2 separate regions of the Mus musculus genome follow, and region 1 is linked to region 2. A link is a contact called in public Hi-C data. All regions are on one chromosome and are shown on one strand. The core of a region is the stretch at or near the end of the contact, and the rest is flanking DNA. Distances in the headings are between cores, read along the strand shown.

Region 1 (2,700 bases), core at 33-2,532, 300 kb before region 2:
TTAAATTTATTTTTAACTTGTATAGATTCATGTGATACTGTGATAGTTTGATTTTCTATTTAATGTCTAGCTATTCTCTGAATCATGAAAGTACAGTTTACGTTTGTTATTCTTATGTGAGAAAAGTGAGAGGTCTGATGACAGGAAATTATTTTTAGGATAAAACAGATCTAACAGGTTCTCTGAGAACTCATGATTGCATTGAGGTTTTGTAGGAGATCTTGCATTAAAAAAATCTAAAAAATAAAAGCTGCATGGATACTTTTTCATCATTTGTTTATATGTATATGTTTTAAAGATTTAAGTTTGGCTTTGTGATTTATTAATGGATAATAGTTAATTTATTTTAACAGCAACATCTATTCCAAAGTGCTACAGAGCTGTGGTAATCCACGGATTTGTAGAAGAACTTGTGGTCAATGAGGATCCCGAGTATCAGTGGATTGATCGGATCCGCACCCCAAGGGCATCGAATGAAGCCAGGCAGAGACTCATCTCCTTGATGTCAGGTAGTCCAGGAAAGCTCCTTTACTGTTGATTGATCAGTCTTAAGATCTTCACTTTCCTCCCTCTCACATGGTGCTTGACATTTGGCAGCAAAGCTTGTGACTTTTAAGTGTTGATTCCTTATCCCAGGCACTCCCCCATTAAGCTGTTGAACACTTTTAACAAGTAGAGATCTAAATCAGATGTGGGTGTCAGTGTGTGTGAGCTGGTGAACACAGAGGTATGTGTGTTGTTGTGGAGGCCAGAAAACAACCTTAAGTATTCCTCAGTCACTGTCGGTTAAAAAAACAAAAACAAAAAAAGAAAATCCCTTTTTTTCCCCTTTTTTAAAAAACAAAATAAAACAAAACTAAAAAAAAAAAACAACATGGTTTTGCTCTGGTCTGGAACTCACCAGACTAGTTTGACTGGCTAATTGATCTCCAGGAATCCATTCCTCAGTGTTCTGATTACAAATGTAAGCTACTTTTTAAAAAAACCAAAACCAAAACCAAAACCGTGGTTTCTGGTAACTGAGCACTGTGTCAGGTCTTGATTGTACTTTAGACACTTTTCTGACTGAGCTGTTCGCCTGGCCCCTTGAAATGTCACTTAACTGGATAGCAAAAGGACATTGTGTTATAGGTGGTCTAATGTAAGGGGTGCATTGTGTAGATTGGAAGGAGCTCAGAGCAGTTAGCAGTTGCAATTTCCTCCTTTGCATCGTTTGGAATCGCAGCTTAGGCAAGCTGTGTATTTTTGCTCACATGTTCCCTGTGCACAGCCTTTTCTTGAGAACTGACTATGTAGCCTTCTGACCTTCTCTGCCACTTGTCTGACGAGCAGTAGATATGTGCCAGAAGATGTGGAACTTGCTCTGTTTGTGCGAGTGTGCATGTGTGGTATGTGTGGACCAGAGGTTAACATCTGTTCCTTTGTTTTCTTGATCACCTTCCACTTCATGTTTTAGAGGCAGAGTCTCTCACTGAACCTGGAGCTCATCAATTGGCCAGAGGACTCTGCTGCTGGGAGTTTGTACACACACACACACACACACACACACTGAAATCAGGTCCTCATGCTTGCATAGCAGAACTTGGGTCATTGAATTGTCTCTCCATTCCCTGAATGTGGAGCATGTCTTCCTTGTTCATCCAGCTGTCTAACACCTTGACATGAAGAGTGCCGGCATACAGTGCAGAACTCACACTGTTTCTCACTGAGGCGCATGGATGGCTGGATGAGTGAGCATTTACTCACCATGCTTCAGCTTGTAGCCAGTAGCATCTTACCTCCCCAGCGAGGAGCCTCATCAAATCCCCAGAAGCCGTGATTTCTAAACTCTTGGTTTTATATTGCTGTTATAGCCTTCCTTTTCTGTATCTAATACAGAGGTATGAAGTTACTAATGAGTCTCTTTCTTTCTGTAGGTGAATTACAGAGAAAGATTGGCTTGAAAGTCCTCGAGATGAGAGGGAATGCAGTTGTTGGGTACTTGCAGTGCTTTGATCTGGAGGGCGAGTCTGGGTTAGTGGTCCGAGCCATAGGAACGGCGTGCACTCTGGATAAACTGAGCAGCCCAGCAGCGTTCCTTCCTGCATGCAGCTCCCCATCCAGAGAACTGAAGGAGTAAGTATGGCTCCGTGAGCGGCAGTGAGCAGCTTCCCAGGAGCTTTCTGTCTTTTACCTCAAGCTCCGTTTGCTCTCACCTTCTGGTAGCAGTGTTCAACATACAGTTTTACTTGTGTGATCTTTCTTAAATATTTCAGGTCCTTAGACGTCATCTATCTAAAGCATAAAAATGAATATTTATGTCTGGTGTGGAACTTGCCTTCCTCTCTAGGAGACTCCTAACTGTCACTATATTTACTCTTGGCGGTGTGTAAAGAGCACTGCAGGTCGCCCTGTAGACGGTTCTCAGGCTCCAGGGTCTGCCCCTGCAGGCAGTTCATAAAAATAAAACCTTGATCCAGAATTCTTGGCTCTAAACTATCTTTAGCTTTACAAGAGCTGGGATGGAGGTGCTCAGCACTGTGCACATTTAAGCAAACTTTTCTCTGAAAGACTAGGTAGTAAATTTTAGATACTGGTGTTTAGTCTCTCTGTCTCTCTCTGTCTCTCTCTGTCTCTCTCTGTCTCTGTCACACACACACACACACACACACACACACACACACACACACACACACACCAAACCAAACAAAACCCAGAAAG
Region 2 (2,700 bases), core at 185-2,684:
GGTTCAGATCAAGGAGGAATTTTCTCAGGCCACAGAGTAGGCTATGGAAGTGGCTCCCGTGGCTTCCTTCTCTGGATGAAAAGCTACAGGACACAGGAGCCAATGAGCCATCAATTCAGCAAGCCCCACAAGTAGCCAATTAGGAAGCTAATTAGAGACAACTAATTATTATTCCATTTAGATAAAGAGAATCTGGATAATTCCTTTCCCAAAGCGTGAAGGCTGTCATCTCAAAACTATAACAAACAGATTTGGGCAAATGGATATCAGCAGGTTTTTGGGTTCTCTCCACCTCCCCCAGTTTCTTTGAAACATATGCAGGAGTAGTTTCAAGTTTTCAGCGTTAGTGGTAGTCAGCCAGGAGGGCTTACAAACCCTTAGTAATCTTGGGGCTGTTATCACCATTACCTTTGGGATAAAAGAGGAGACTCTTTGAACGTAATAGGATCAAATCCTGCATCACTCAATAACAGGATAAATATGTGTGTATACATTTATTTATTTATGAAACCGTGATTTTGTCTCATTTCAAATTTGCTCTTTATTTCGGCAGTTTATATTAACTTACATAGAATTTGCTCCCATAGAGAAAAGCAAACAGTGGTCTGTAGTCATTCTCCATTACTTAAATCGCCTGTCACCAGCATCTATTGGTGTCACTGACCGCTGAGGGGACATTCAGCCAAGCTGTGGGACAATGCCCTCTAATGATTAGACAGGCTTTGGGGAGAAAGGGTATATTCCTGAGTAATTGGCCCAAGTGGGATTTTAATTAAAATAAATGAGGGTGGTCAACTAACCCTTGCTAGGTAGCATAGGCTAGACTGAGAAGTGAGTTTATTCATCCCCAGACAGAAATGTTTCAATCAGGCAATTATGCAAATGGATACTATTAATATTACTCGTTTCTTTCTTCCTTTGTTCCTAATGAAGGTCAATTGTATCCTGTTTGGCATGGTCAGCTCCTGAGCTGTGAGCCTTCATTAGGCTTCAGTGATGTTTCCCCTGAGACTCCAAAGACCGGTGGGAACTCCGAACGCAAAGAAAACTGAGGCCAGAGGGTGACAAGCCTTGTCACAGTATGCCTCCAGAGGTGCCAATCAAGTGAAGGGCTAATTACGGCTGGGCATGAACTGCCTGCAACTCCCCTGGACAGACAAGGCATGGTGTGCTCACATTAGCCGTTGGTCTCTCTTCTGTTCCACTCTGCACAGCTTTGTCTGAACATGGGTTTCTGCTATAACAAATGTGAAATGCACAAATCAAAGAAAGGGAACTTGAAGGCCTCACTATTTCCTGTGAAGCAAATGGCCGAGGTTTGGGAAAGCCATCCCCTTGCATTAAATTGAGGTGCCTTTCCAGGAACAGACCCCAGAGAGACAGGAAGATGATGACAGAACACCAGTGCATTATGGGAAGCACCGTGTATAGCAGCATGGTGACATTTCCTTAGCCACATCCTGTCCCGACTTTCCTGTCTTGCTCTCTACCTGTCAGAGCATCAGGCTTTTTGCTAAATGGACATGAATGCTCTCGTGATTTGTTTGTTTGGGGGTCAGGGTGTCATGAAGGCCAGGGATTATACATCTTGGAAATACTAACGTGGCCAGTCAGCACTGGGAACCTCACCTCCGAACAGGTCTGGGTCTGTAGGAGAGGGCTGGTAGCAATCGATGTCTGAGGCTGACTGAGAACCAGAGGACGATTGTCATGGGAGAGTGTTGAGGAACGAGGGCATGGGACAGTTTCTGAGCCTGAGTCCTACCCTGTTGTATTTATTCCAACTTCTTCAACTACAGGGTTCTAGCAACTCCGTGCGCACAGACCACTGAGTGGGCTTTCCTAATATGCAGACTATTAGACCGAAGCCCCGGGTTCTACACCTCTCACGCCAGGGGAGGGCTAGCACACATATTTGCACAATTATTAATTATAGTGAATTGTTGTTTTAAGAGCTTTGGTGTTGGCTGAGGGGCCATCTCCGAAGAAGCCTTACCAATCGCCCATCTGCTGCCTTAGTATGTTCTAGAGCTGCCACCTAGTGTCTGACCCCCGGTAGTTATAGCTGTCTATCGCTCAATTTTCACATCTATAAAATAGAGGAAGAAAAATACTTCCTTTATAGAGCTGTGTGGATTAAAAGAAAAGATATATAGAGGTTAATTTTATGGTCTGCAGCAATAAGGCAACAGTGCTAGGTAGCCAAACAGTCACTGAACGTGTATGAAAAGTGAGCGAGTCACCTTGGGTGAATGAACAAAGTCACAAGAGGTTTGTCTACAGGCAATCTCCCCCTCCCCCAAGCAGAGGCATGTGTCCTTCAGGCTAAGAGGTGACATGTGTAATTTAAGGTACCCACCAGCTTGGAACAAGATAGTGACAGTAAACAGATTGGCTTTCTCTTCTGATCTTTGTCATTTAAAATACACATGAATATGGAGCAACCAGCTGTGAAGAAAGAGGGCATATTTAAGACAGGTAGAAAGTAGGGGACACAGCTAGTGCTCAGCTATCAGCAGTGAGGAGGGTGTGGAGGGTGGAAAGAGATCCCTGCTGGGGACCAGGAAGGGGCTCAGCAACTCCGGAGGTAAGGTGGAACCCCAAGTGCTCTGCTCTCTGCATATCCTTTGAATTTACTTTATTTTTTTAATTTAAAAATGTTATGTGCATCTGTGTCAGTGCATGCATGTGTGTACGTGC

What was found. A called contact is a pair of places that touch in the nucleus more often than the background predicts.
Region 1: a contact with region 2 is called in a Hi-C map of regulatory T cells, with 4 times the contacts expected there. The contact joins two enhancer-like sites. A contact is called at or near these places in 2 of 39 promoter capture datasets (HPC-7-derived erythroid cells and hippocampal neurons), 5 of 484 Hi-C or Micro-C datasets (CD4 T cells, Th1 cells, cortical neurons and 2 more), 1 of 115 datasets of contacts at active chromatin or transcription factors (embryonic stem cells) and 1 of 9 other capture datasets (embryonic stem cells).

The regions. Positions count from the first base shown.
Region 1 is chr6:143,077,678-143,080,377 of GRCm38.p6, reverse strand. C2cd5 (C2 calcium-dependent domain containing 5) reads left to right here. Exons shown (of 29, transcript NM_001362113.1): 6 at 354-509; 7 at 1,917-2,115. Among named protein-coding and RNA genes, the nearest start is that of C2cd5, 21 kb to the left of the region's middle. Within about 2 kb of position 1,282, at least 23 of the 459 cell types and tissues checked have an H3K27ac peak or open chromatin away from gene starts, as enhancers often do. A contact at or near this core is called in Th1 cells and regulatory T cells, where this site is marked.
Region 2 is chr6:142,778,870-142,781,569 of GRCm38.p6, reverse strand. No RefSeq gene overlaps it. Among named protein-coding and RNA genes, the nearest start is that of Gm46981, 3.5 kb to the left of the region's middle. Within about 2 kb of position 1,434, at least 69 of the 459 cell types and tissues checked have an H3K27ac peak or open chromatin away from gene starts, as enhancers often do. A contact at or near this core is called in Th1 cells and regulatory T cells, where this site is marked.